2 separate regions of the Danio rerio genome follow, and region 2 is linked to region 1. Evidence: chromatin contacts called from public Micro-C data. All regions are on one chromosome and are shown on one strand. The core of a region is the stretch at or near the end of the contact, and the rest is flanking DNA. Distances in the headings are between cores, read along the strand shown.

Region 1 (7,314 bases), core at 2,622-5,121:
AGAACTCGCTCATTGCATGCCTTCATAAGAACAGTTGCATTATAAATCTGGCATGATGCTGGGGAATTCATTGATTGGGGCAATTTATGGCTTTGCAGACGTAAAGCGCTACTATGTTAAAACTGCAGACTGAGCTGTTTTTGGTATTCTTGCCATTCTTAGCCATGATGATGAATCATTTACAGGTTTTTTTTTGGTGTTCCTGAAATAAGTAAAGATCAAATAAACAATGAGTTAGCTTGATATGTAATTTGATCAGTAACCATTGGTTTTTCATTCTGTCTGTCACTTAGGTTACAGCAGTAAACATGCACACACTGTAAACATTAGGTTCATTCTAGGGCTGCACAATATAATGTTTCAGCATAGATATAATGTTGAGTCTTACTTAATGCTTTTCTTAAAGTTGTTGTCTTTTTTCTAGACCAAGAATCTATATTTCTCATTCATTCATTTTCTTGTCGGTTTAGTCCCTTTATTAATCCGGGGTCGCCACAACGGAATGAACCGCCAACTTATCCAGCAAGTTTTTACGCAGCGGATGCCCTTCCAGCTGCAACCCATCTCTGGGAAACATCCACACACACATTCACACACACCCTCATACATACACTACGGACAATTTAGCCTACCCAATTGACCTGTACCGCATGTCTTTGGACTGTGGGGGAAACCGGAACACCCGGAGGAAACCCACGCGAAGGCAGGGAGAACATGCAAACTCCACACAGAAACGCCAATTGAGCCGAGGTTCGAACCAGCGACCTTCTTGCTGAGAGGCGACAGCACTACTGGGCCACTGCCTCGCCATCTAAATTTCTAGACAGGTAAAAATATTGGTTGTTTTTCAGAAATAATAAGTCAAAATAGAGAGACATTTTCTGTAAAAACTAGCTAAATTATCTGCCAGTGGGTTAAGTATTCTTATTTTAATCTAAAATACGTTTTTTTGTACTTTACTAGCAGATTATTTTCTTGTTTTAAGGACAAACACGCCTGATTTTCACACAATTCTGAAAACAAAACAATATTTTTTACTTGTCTGAAAAATGATTCATAGTTTATGGATTTTTATTTGGACTAGAAACACAATCACTCTAATCAAGAAAGAAGTTGATCATTTGCATGTATTTTTATAGCCTGTGACTATGTACAGTAAGTTCAACATTTTTGGTCACAAGACAATATGACCATTGGAGGTCTAAAAAATATTAATAGTACTTAATTATTTATACAATAAAGTCTCCACAGTGTTATTTTACTTTTTATTATTATTATTGTGTACCTGAATACAGTTAAACTCTCCATAAAAACTTAAAATAGAGTTATATAAACCATCTGGTGAAATTATCACAATATATATTGCAGAAAAACTAAATATTGCAATATCCGATTTTTCCATTATCATGTAGCCCCAAGTTTCCAGTTTCATGAAGAAAATACACCAGATAACAGATAAGAACCAAAGAAATCCATATGTGCAAAGAAAACTAATCTAATTAGATTACAAATTAAGTTGCGTGTAATAAAATTACACGACAGAGGGAAAAGTATTAAATACATGAAGAAAAAGACAGAGAAAGCCCAGACAGCAGCTGAAATCTCTCAGTAGATCTTCAGCAACCCTCCGTCCTTCCTCAGTGTAAATGAATATTAGCTGCTTTAGTCCAACATCTACATTAGCAGGACGATGCAGATAAAACCAGGGTGGAAATTTCAGCAAGACAACGATCCAAAACACAGCTAATGAAACTCTTAAATGAAAGAAAATTAAGCTGTAGAATGACCCAGCCAATCACCTGATTATATATATTTATATTTGTATTGTTAGTTTTTCTTTTTTTTTTACCAAAATCTAGTTCAATTCCATGTCAACATGTACTTTGGAAATATTATTCCCAGGAAAGAACATGATGTGTTGAATAATTTTTCTCCCAATGTATGATCTAGCCACCAAATCAAGAATCCCCTTAGCTCATATTCCTGGTTACATTCGCAATGTCACTAGAAATAATTTAAGTCAATAGATAAACTGCAAGTATACTCAACAAAACCAACAACTGTGACTGAAAAACCAATTCACATATAACAACCTGCACTTGTACTGCCACAAAACATAGATGCTGAGAAAATACCATACAGCAACACAAGGTAACTCAAATTGTGCTAACATTTCTGTATTTATTTGTCCTGTAACACTTAAAAAAATTCAGCAAGTGTTTCATACTCAGCAATCGCCTTTACGTCAGAAACACATAAAAAATCAAACATTTGATATCAAAACCTTGATGTATATTTGACATCCACACCTATGCCCTTTTGATCACCAAAATAATGACATAAAAGTATTAAAAGAAAAGTTTTTGTACATGTAATTCCATATTTACACTGGATTTTATATCCCTATAAAGCATGTTACTTACTTACCTCCCAAAATAACCTTTCAAAATGTTTTGGTTTGTGTTTTATTATTACACATTAACTCAATATTACTCAATGATTTGTGTGTGTGTGTTTGTATGATAATAATGTGTAAACAAATGTGTTAGTAACCACCTTTGTTTTCATCTATTGTTTTTTTTTTCTATTGTAGTCTTCTCAATGACACAAACTTCAGCAGTGTCACAAACAATATTCTCAGTGGAACATGAGCTCATCTAACGTTACACATAACGTTCAAAAGTATAAGAGACACTGTATAATAACTAGCAAATTTGACTAAACCAAGTTTGACGACAGTTTATGAATCACACCGAATCGTCAGTGGGTTAGCCTATGTTATAAGACAATATAAAAAGTAAATCTTTTAAAAAGATACTTTAAAATGAAACATGAAGCTTAAACGAGAATCCCATGTGCTATGAAAGGGGATGAGGTAAAAACGTGTTCGGTGAATCAGTAACGTGTTACAAATGACTGAGGAAATATTTAGTTTTAATTCTGAACGTACTACATTTCATATCATGACTTAATCTCTACTGAATTAAAATATGCTATATTACAGAATAACTAAACGTCCCTAATCACAAATCCATGCCGCAAATGGCTGTTACAACTTACAGGAGTTCTATTACTACAGAGCTTTGCCGCCATCTTGTGGTTCCAGTGGCCGTCTCTTGGTTGATGTATAAACTGGTAACGTTAATAGGTAATTTATTTGAAATCTAAATTTCGAAACCTCCTTTAAACCGACGAGTCTTTGTCAGTTTGATATCATTATTATTAATAATAACAATAAAACTAATAAAATTATGATTACCCCTATTTTAAAGGAAACACCTAAATTACCGTTTGAGTAAAATACACTGCCAGTTTTTGTAAAATGTAGGCCTAATTAGGCATTTTAATATCGGCAATTATTTATTTTATTTGTTTATTTTAATTCGAGAAAAATAATTTAAAACCTTAACAAATTGACAGTGTTTAAAAAAAAGTGTTTAGAAATAAATCAAATAAAGAATAAAATAAACCAAAACTATTGAGTGAGAGATCGAGAGAGAGTAAACGTGATATTGTTACTGAGGAGATTATAAACACACACACACAATGGCATTTAAATAGTGTACAGGCCTATATGTGTGAGATTACAGTAGATGGAGGAAATGATATGTGGTAACTGAAATCAAGCAGACCTGCATCTCCTTTATGTTGTCCACTGGGGCAGAGGGCTGATGGGTTCCTCTGGATCTGATGTTTGACTTCACTGACCGGTAACTCAAAGCCATTATCTTTCCTCAGACATTTAATAGGTATATAAAATGCAATCTTAAAGCCGACCTATGACTTTCCACGGGATCTTCTCGGTATCCGGAAGAATTTTACTGTTGACCATGCTGTGAACGCGCCGCCCAGAGAACACTTTCTCACGTTTAATTTGTTGTTGGCAGTTGCCATGGAGATGCCGACGTCAGGGGTAAAGTTTTTAGGGGGAGGAAAGTGTCCCGGCCCACCCGGTGTCTGACCTGAGCACTCGATCTCATTTATGCACAGATTTTTGATAGACCATTTCAATGTGACTACAAATAGGCCTTTTCCTGATTGTTATCAAACTAACTTAATTCAAAATAAAAGGCAAATATTACAAAGATTTATTTTCAATTGATACAGTTATACAGATTCATTTTCATACAGATCAGAAATGTAGCCTATTTGTTTTTGCTCTAAATAACTCTGCTGTTCATTGCCTTAAAGTTTTTAAAATAAAATAATTTTCATTCATAAGGGATCTACAAAGCATAGTCCTCACAAGATTAGGTCACAAAACAGCACGGTTCAGTCAATAAAGCAGTAATTAATTAAAAAATTTGATTTAACAAGCTGTAAAAATACATTTAAATAGTTTATTAATAATTTTCTTATTCTGAATGACAAACCACTAACAACTATTCAATAACTGGATTGTAAAGAATGCAGAACACTGCAGTGAAAAAATAGTTTATTATGAAAAACAATCCTAAAGCAAGTTATACATCCATTATATTACGTGTCATATTTAAACGGCTTACTGCTAATTGTATGATTTTGCTCACATGGATAATTGAATATTAATCAGATGATGTCATTACGCTGCTGTGCCGTCAGCCAATCGTTGCATTGCTGATCATGATTTCGAGGATCGATAGATCTGTCCTTCACAACGCACGCAGCGATCTCAGATCAGTTTATCCAGACATTCTAATCTGATTCGCGAACTTGTTTGAAGAACCAAATTAGCGAGAGAGTTATCAAGATTAAAAGATCCAGGATCTGCCAAATTATCTTAGATCATTTAAGCGAGGTACGAAGAACGGACCCCAGAGGAGCACATGGTAGGAGCACATGGTGAACACAAACACAGGCTGAGCCATGCCTTCAGACACAACATGAACAGACACATAGAACGTAGACAACACGGAAAACACTGACAAGGAAGAGCTATGTCAGAAACACATTTAGGGTGGTACCACTTGTTTCACACCAATAAAAAATGATTTGTTCACTTAGTTAAGTCATCTTCATGCATTGACTCAGTTAAGGTTGTATTGACTTAATTCGGTAAGTTTTCTTAACTTCAATTATTTTAGTCTGTCAACTAAACATTTTAACTACTTATTTCAAGTTAACTGGGCTTGCAAAATTTGGTTTTAATAGGTTAACTTGCAGTACATTATCAAGTTAGCAAAACTTGCAAAGTACACAGTAAAAAGTGATTAGTTACTTAAAGCAAGTAAACCTCATTATATTTAATATATTATATTTTTCAGTCTATGGAGTAAACCAATTTTTTTTAAAGCAACAAGCTGACTTTACAAAAATAATGCATGAAAACCAATTGTAACTTGGAACTGTTAAGCACATGACTTTATAAGAAAGACTTTATAAAAGTTTGACTTTATATAAGTTGACTATTTTTATAAGTTTGCAAATTATACTAACTTTTTCCCCCAAGTAAAAAAACTCTTAAACTTCAATACAGCCTATAATTGTAGATTTTATAGACTTAATGAAGCACCAAATATGTAATATTGTGATAATTACAGTAATTATTTGAAAAAAAGACATGCTTAAATAGTCTGACACTGTAAAAAGGCATTAGTTAACTTAAAAAAAGTATAATTTGCATAATTATAAAAAATTAAGTCAACTTAACATTTAAGTTACAATGGGTTTACGACATTATTTTTGTAAAGTCAACAATTGCTTTTTGGGCAATTGGTTACTTTAAGTAACTAATCACTTTATACAGCGTTTAGTTTAAATACATTAACTTACATTTTTTTAAATTCACTGAACTTAATCTAGCAGATTTTCTCAATTAGAAACAGAACAGAAAACGAAATACATCACACATTTTTATTAAAGGTCTTTGCTCCCATGTTAGCAATTACACACAATATACTTATATAAGTGTCTTTACAAAGTATTTTTTCATATAAAGTAATTTTTTTACAAAGTTATTGTAAAGTAAAAGTAATCTCAAAATGAGGAAAAAAAATAACTGTAAAACTTTCAAATACACAGGCTCATGGGTGGTGGGGGGAATGACACCAGAACTTGGAAGATTGTGAAATTTAATCTCAATTTCTTAATTACAATGTATTTTTTAGTAAGTGTACTCATGCTTAGCAGATATCTGCTCCAGTGTTCATCAACAGTTTCTGATTTCCAGGAGTCATTCCTCTGCTCAGCTATTCTTCTGAATCTAAGTGCTGTATGAAAAAAATGCCAAAAAAAAAAAGTGATATTTCTTTCTTCACATTACAAAAGCTGAAAGACAAACACAACTTGTACACCAAATTGTATTTACCTACAAATCATTACTTGCATGATTGTAGTGCTTTTAGTTTTTATGACAATTCATTGATTAGTGAAACTTGCAGCTCCTCTTAACTGATTACACACTATACATTAAGAGTGAGGCATACATGCACGCACACATGCATACATTTACTTACACACACACACACACACACACACACACACTCATTTAAGATTTTTTTATTGGTTAAGTTAAACCGAGTTATTGTGTTTATACATTTAGTTTCTTTCATATTTAGTTTAAATAAGACGCATACACTGTTTCTGTTTGTCATTACTTTTCTTTATTATTTACAGTACGCCTAGTACTATTTTGAGTGCACACAAAATTAGTTATCTGTACTGTATGTTTTGTTAATTAAGTTTTCTTTGAATTAAAGGGCACCTAGCTTAACTCTTTTTTTAGATTTAATACAAGTCTTTTGTGTTTACAGAATGTGTCTGTAAAGTTTCAGCTCAAAACATCCATAAGATTTTTCATTATACCTTTTATAAGATTCTATTTTATACATTTTTGCACAAACCGGGATTGAAGCATATTCATTTCTTATTGTTCTGATATGTGCCTGCGGTAATGAAGTAAAGCTGAAGTAAATCGCTGTAATTAATTACACACGTGCACTGTTTTAAAACATTTTAAACTTGTAAAACTCACTCTTCTTGGTCACATTTGATGATGATTAATGATCCTAGCAAACTGAACAGACCTTTTATTCCCATTTTTTTGTACACGTCCTATCTTGTTGATATGATTATACACGTGACAACTGGAACTTAATAATACGCAGCTGTCAATCAATTTGGTGGGACCACACTCCTACTTCAAGTTGTGGTCAGTCTGAAAGTAGTTAAACTGAAAAAAGGACTGGGTGTGTTTATATCACCCCAATATGACCCTATACCTACACATATGTCTGTACAAACAGCTTTAAAAAGTAGTTTTTTCACCATAGGTGACCTTTAAAGTTACCGTGCAGCAGTGCTGATGACTGGCGGAGTTTCCGGGTTTGGTCCGAC
Region 2 (7,314 bases), core at 2,242-4,741, 380 kb before region 1:
TGCTCAGTCTATAATATATTAATCTGTAAAACAAAAGACAGCATGACAGAGGAACATTTTTCATCTACATAGCTTTAAAAAGGATATCATCACACTTCTCTTTGTATTCACTCAAGATATGGCTGAAATAAAAAAGGTGATGAACACTGTTAAAGTTCAAATTGTCAACAAATAAAACAGAATTCTGAGCATGGAACAGGTAAAGGTCTGTCTAAATGTGTAAAATTAAATTGGTCAAAACCAAAATAGCACAGATGACTGTCAAATTATATTGTGACATTAACATCTTCAAATGATACATAAAATAAAAAACAAATAGCCATAAATTAACCACTTACTCTGTGTCGACAATCTTCTGCTTAAGAGTCAACAACGCAGCCACATATTCATCTAAGCTCTGCAAAACATAGATGTAGCATTAGCTTAACTTGTAATCAACAGCCAGCCTTGTTGATTGCATTGTTGATTAAGACAATTCATCAAACTAAACACATCACACACGTAACAACAACTACCTAAATGAATGACATATTATGGCTGCACAATATATCATTTCGAAAGTCACATCTCAGAATCTGCAGTGCTGAGATGGGATATAGTTGACCAAGGACCACAGTTCTGAACATTGTGAAGTTACAGCAAAATTTAACCATAATAGAGTATTTTTTTCATTTGCTTGTGTTTTAATACCTGTGATTGTGACTGACTTTGCAGCAGTAGCAAATATTTGTTGTATTTCATTTGTACACAATAAAGACTAGACAGTGTTGGTTATTTGAGCAATTCCAGCGTTATAGATGTGAAATTTGCAGTAGAAATCCAAAACATAAATTCACATAGAAAGTAAATGGTAACATAAAAATCTTTTTATATTTTCCAGAACAACTAACCACAAAGTTAAGGGATCAGAAAATTGTTAATCTGTAAACGTATTTGTACTTTAAATGGAGGAAAATAAGCATGTGACCAAAAATACCATGTGACCAAAGTATACAACATGCTTTGTAGAAATTCTGTGAATTAACTGCACAACCCAAAGAAAATAATGCTAATCAAAAGGATAAGAGCTGACTCTCTATAGAACAAATATGAGTGATTTTATTTGATATTTTTGCATTTATGAGGTAAAAGCTTCGCTATGGATGTGACATCCGTTCTGTTATGGATGTGACCGATGTGAAACTGTCATTCGTGTGACTTTGGTAAATCAAATATTATTGCTTAAAAGCATTGGCGGAGACATTTTCGAACATTTCTAAAGTACTTTATAATACTTGCTTAAACAAAAAAATGAAGAAATGGTTTCGGTATTTTGGTGAAAACTTAAATTGTTTCATGACAAGGTTGACATTTGCATGGAATTGCTCATTTACATCTGATTATTACATTTCTGTACCTGAACACAGTTAAACTCTCCAGTTTCCACCAAACCAAATCATGCATTTAATTAGCATCTTTGCCTCTCTCTCACTCTCTCTCTCTCTCTCTCTCTCGCTCTCTCTATATATATATATATATATATATATATATATATATATATATTAAGGGTGTCACGATCCTCCAAATCCTCGATTCGATAACATTTTTGATTCTAAAGGCACGATTCGATTCTCGATTATGAATAATAAATTAATTAATGACCAATTAATTATTTGTAGCCTACCGTTTAAACTACCTGACCTGCATGGTCTTTGTTTTACCCATAAACAAATCATACAGTAAATGAATAAAGGCAAGTTACACACATAATTACCACCTGTCAATCACTTTTTCTGCGGGACTCGTGAATAGGCAGTGATCTGTGTCGTTATAATGGCGTCGGTAAAAAAGACGCACAACCAACAGGAACCAGCCAACAGTATCTGAGGTGTTCGCTTAAATGACTAAGTACAAGTGAGTGAAAGATTGAAGCAGTTCTCTGACTGCCTGGACCTGCTGTCTCGAGCGCATGGCTGTGTGTGCGTCTGTGTCTGTGTGGTCACGTGATGTCCATTTTTAGAGGTAGAGAGGAAGGAGGGCTGCTCAGAAATGCTACACGCCACTGTGGATGTCAAATCGTTGTCGTTCTAAAATGCCGTTTAAAAACAAACACAGTGTAAACAGGGCCTGAGTGTGTACTTTTCACGAGCGGATTTGCAATGGGGGCGGGCGGAGGATCACGATGCCGGTGTTGTCTATCGGACGAACCGTACGTAATACGTACATAGCAGAGCTTGCAAAACTGTGTTTTATTGTCGACAACACGAACGTTGTCAACATAACTCACTGGAAATCCAAAATGCTTAAACACCGGCGTCTTTATTGAAAGAGGAGAGGGTTTAAGTTCTGTCGACGGGTCTCCTGCTCCTGCAGTTTAACAAGCACTTCAACAAGCCTGTTTTTTCCCTCTTGGCAAGCCAAGATGACGTGACATGGGGGCGTGGCAGCATCGACGATTCTATTTTTTGATTCGATAATCGAAATTGAGCATAAATTTCGATAAATTTCGATTAAAAATCAAAATCGTGACACCCCTAATATATATATATATATATATATATATATATATATATATATATATATATATATATATATATATATATATAATCATCCCAATCAGTTTAAATATGTACTGCTATTCAAGTCTGGCGAAATTATATATTGAGGTAAAGTTGGTTTTATATTCACACATTCGTTCTGTGACAACTTGTGACACGCTTCCTATATTGTTTACCATGGAACTTTGAATATTCGGTCTGAAATAACCTGCAAGTGTGACGTGAAAGTAACATTAACACTGTTTATTTGACTGTGAACAATGTTATACTTTGATAGTCGTTGTCTGCTAATATGATTTCGCTATTAAGAGTTTGCAAATAATACTTGTATGATATTATATTTTTAAGGAGAAAGTCCAAATATGTGAATATAAAACCAACTTTATCTCTATATCCATATCGCAGAATAACAAAACATTGCAATGACAGTTTTTTCTTCAACATCACGCAGTCCTATTAAGAACAAACATTAATCAATCATTACTCCTTAACTGGTAATCTTGTTTGGATTTGACTATTATTAAATATATAGATATTATAGTAAACATTACACATCGATCCACTCAATCACCATATATATTAATGCTAACCAAACAGATGCTTCATTAACATTATACACTTTGATTCGCACATGTTAATTATCAGTAGAGTAACTAAATAAGTACAATAAGAAAACAGAACAAGTGCAAAGCGTGAACTTAGAAAACAAACTAGATTAAAACCTGATTTAAAACAGTGCAGTTTTGACAGGTGCCAGAAGTTGCTTCAGAGGCGATTCCTCTGGCGTTGGATTGGTTCTCTCCTGGCATCATGGTAAAAACTCAAAATCACCAGCGCAATCGCACATGCAGCTTGATATTTATAAAAACGTCCAACCAAAACATGCCCATCTGAACTTTGCTAATACAAACGTTCCGCAGCACGTTCAATGAGGACCCCTGTAGAAAAGCCCCCAGCCGCCCGATGTAGACGCCGGATTATAAAGTGGTGTTTATTAGTAAATCTTTATAATTTGTCGTGCGGTGATATTTTTAGCAACATTAAGACATTTATGAAGCAAAGCGTTATCTTCTTAGCAAGAATCTAACGTGGTACGTTGCATATAACAGTAGAATAGAATCTAGGCATATTATGGGGTGGACCAGTGTTCCTCACGCGTCCTGAAAAATTCAGACAAACATTTCGATCGCCTCCTGCTGGTTTGGATGTAGTGAATATAAGAAACGCTCCGTCTCCATGCACGCAATGTGATTATGAGGAGCCTACAGTAGACTACATGGTTATTTTAATGTCAAATGTCGCGAGCGCAATGTCAGAAGGCGAGTGCATTCGTGGGTTCTTATATGGGTAAAGTAAGCTACAATTATTGGTGTGTCATTTATTATTACCGTTCTTTATTATCATTTATTGTTGTAAGGGATTGAAAAATTCATATATGGGCCATTAAAAGCAAAGATTTGGCACTTATGGCAAAATGTAATCTGGATGTGAGCATAATGTGGCCAATGTGGAAAATGATCAATTTGGCGCAAATGATGGAGGACAAATGTGGGCCACAGTTGGCAAAAATGAGGCATAACTTAGTCATTTAAGGGTAATCTGGGTCTAAACCTCAAGTGGCTCACATGTGTAGGTGCAAATGTGGCCCAGTTATCTTAAGACATATGTGAGTTACTTTTAATAAATATTAGGCACAGCAAGCTCTGGCTATTGTGGCTGTGAGCCTAATGTGGCCCAGAGAAAATATGGCAAATGTGGCTTAGTTATTTTAAAACATATGTGGGCCACAGTGTTGACTAAAGTCACCATCATGGAAAACAGTGTTTGCTTTAGTTGGTCTCATGGCCCTGAACCTCTTTATATAAATTTTCTTATGGGCTGCTGTAACCCTTAAGAACTTTGCCTAAAAAGATTAATCATTACAGCAACAAGCCAAGTAAAAAACTTAACGTAAAATTAGGTGAGGCACAATCTGCACATCTCCCAGACTGACCAGCTAAGACCAGGCTGGAAATGGTCAAATCTCCTCTAAAACCAGCCAAATCTGGTCTAAGCAGTTTTTTTTTCAGTTGGGTCAACACCTTTGCTTCGACTTTTCAGTGTTTCATGAAGCCTTGATATGCCCACCACTATTCAGAGCCTCACGCTTGTCAAACAAACCAGGAATCACACCTGGGCATGGTTTGGATAGCATAGTGTGAGTGCACCTCTTAAACAGGGATGTTCAAACTCTGTCCTGGAGGGCCAGTGTACTGCTGAGTTTAGCTCCAACTTGCTTCAAACCACCTGCCAGGATGTTTCTAGTATGTCTAATAAGAGCTTGATAAGCTGGTGCAGGTGTGTTTAATTAAGGTTGAATCTAAACTCTTCAGAACACTGGCCTTCCAAGACCAAGTTTGGACACCTCTGTTTTAAACATTGGCTCTACTACTCTCCTCCACAACGGTAACATTAAGGGAAGCAGAAATATGACAGTTATTTTATGGTTTCATTAAAGTTTTTTCTTTGTTTTTACGATAAACTAGTGGCAGCTGTGGTTGCCTGCAATCTGCTGTTTTTGTTCTACAGTTTACTTCCATAGTTTAAATTAACATGACATTACTGTTGAAATAATTTTTTTACATTGTGTTTTTACATCTCACACCTTCAATTAAATGATATATGAGGATTAATGATGAACAAATGAAGAAAATACTGAAGGAAAAAAAACGTAACAAAAACTTTAAAACTTACTTCAGTCACAGCTTTGTAAGAAAATAACCTTAAGTACAACAAATTATTAAATCACAAAAATATATTCAGATGATTAAACAACTCTACAAACAGCATCGGCAGTTACACTTTTTCAGTCTACACGTTTTTCTTGATATAAAGGTTTACATTTTAAGTCACCATCATGGAGAATAGAGTTTGCTTTAGTCAGTAATACGACAAGCAATTAAACAAATCTGGTGATGTTGATTTTGTTTTTAGAGGCAGAACTTGTCCTGGAGTAATATAATATGATTCAGCCCTGTTATTCTATGATCAATCCAGTATTAAATGTAACTTAAGATGCTTCCATGTGCCACTGGATTCCAAAGGTTTTAAGCATAGCTTGGACAAAAACAACTTGCTCTGTGGTATGCTTTAGATTCAATGAGACATCAAGAATCAGCGTATGAACCTCAACAACAGTGACAATTAACAAAACGAACAGTTTAACTCACAAACAGGCTACTAAAAGTCTCAACATAACATGAATCAAAACTACATCATTTCAGTCTACTACATCATTTATTTATCCTGAAATGCATGATGGAATTTATGTACAGTGCCACACCCAGCATGCATTGCAGCATGGAACATATTGTTTTCATTCTTGAGGTCTGAGCCTTTTTTGTTGTTGTAACTGAACTGTTTTTTATTTTATTTTAAAACTTTGTAAAGGAACTAGATAGGTTTTATTAATAAAAAAAATACCTGGAACTTCAACATAGTAACTATAAATAAGGTGAACTAATGCACAAGATCAGTTAATCGTGCCTTTTAATGAAGTATTTATCAGAATAAGTGTAGATTTATCTAAGTATTGACTTTCCAGCTTTTGTGTTATAACAAAAGTGATTTTAAACTAAGTTAAAGCAGCCAGAAGTAAAAAATAATTAAATTTAGATGACATAGGTCAAGAGCACAATTAAACCAGACACTCACCTCCATTATGGTGACACACACGCAAAATGCCTAAACGTCTGCTAATGCTTCATAAGAACTGTATACATTAAAGCAGTCAGTAATAAGTGAATCTGTTGATGCTGTTTGTGGAGTTGTTTAATGATTCTCTGCTGAGACTGAAAATATTTTATTTTAATTTATTTCCCTTTAGCTTAGCCTTTATTTATCAGAGGTTGCCAAAGAGGAATGAACCACCAACTTATCCAGCACATGTTTTACGCAGCAGATGCCCTTCTAGCCACAACCCTGCACTGGAAAACACCCATACACTCAAATATTTTTTTTTACTATCACCCACATTTTATTAACAGCTCAAATCTGTTCAAGCAATCCATAGCCTTGCACCATGTCAGTCAACCACACAGAGGTGCTCTTGTGCTGCAGTTTGAAGCACTGCTTATTTTATGCAACTGTGATCACCGTGACCACTCTCACACTTTTAAAGCTTTCTCTCATAAGCGTGGCTTCAAGTAACCTTTAATTTGATTAAATACAAGCTACATTTTGAGTTAATTTAATTAATGATCGTCTGTGATTGTGAAATTAGCCAAATAAAAGGTTAAAGCATTGCATGGCCATTCTGATTTACATGTATTTATGTCATGGGAATCTGATCAATTTACTGAGTCAGACAACGGTTAGAGCAAAGCAAAAATCTGTTCACTGCAATAATACTGCAGGGTGACATCCATTACACACATAGAGTGAATGTGTTAGAGACAGTGCCCCCAGCTGTGAGTTTTTATACCCCTCAGTGCACATACACTCAAGTTTGTGCCAAATTTAGGAAAGATACTTCTCTATTTCAAGGCTAATGAGTCTGCTCTAGTTTTCTAAATCAAATCTGGGTCTGCAAAAATGTTTGTGGGTTGGCCTTAGCAGTTACACCCAGGTTTTCTGAGCAGTCTACAAAATATAACAGTTGATCACTATTTTTTTTAAAGAGTTTATTAGTCTTGGGTCTCAAAAGCCTTTATTTTGTACATTTTCAAAAAGTCACACTGCCATTGATGTTGGCCTTAAAGGGCCATGACACCCCGCACTTTCGGTTAAAGTCTACTTC

What was found. Hi-C and Micro-C count contacts between places; a contact is called where the count stands out from the background.
Region 2: a contact with region 1 is called in a Micro-C map of caudal fin, with 18 times the contacts expected there. The contact joins the promoter of ice1 here to the promoter of dnah5 in region 1. A contact is called at or near these places in 5 of 18 Hi-C or Micro-C datasets (caudal fin, embryo, hematopoietic stem cells and 1 more) and 2 of 4 datasets of contacts at active chromatin or transcription factors (caudal fin and embryo).

Annotation. Positions count from the first base shown.
Region 1 is chr16:9,391,960-9,399,273 of GRCz12tu, reverse strand. dnah5 (dynein, axonemal, heavy chain 5) reads right to left here and starts at 3,871. Exons shown (of 78, transcript XM_073925793.1): 1 at 3,633-3,871. The coding sequence starts at 3,725.
Region 2 is chr16:9,770,872-9,778,185 of GRCz12tu, reverse strand. ice1 (KIAA0947-like (H. sapiens)) reads right to left here and starts at 3,491. Exons shown (of 22, transcript NM_001034965.3): 1 at 3,260-3,491; 2 at 339-397; 3 at 88-122. The coding sequence starts at 3,349. It overlaps LOC141378168 (a long non-coding RNA gene), which reads right to left. Exons shown (of 3, transcript XR_012392003.1): 3 at 3,747-7,269.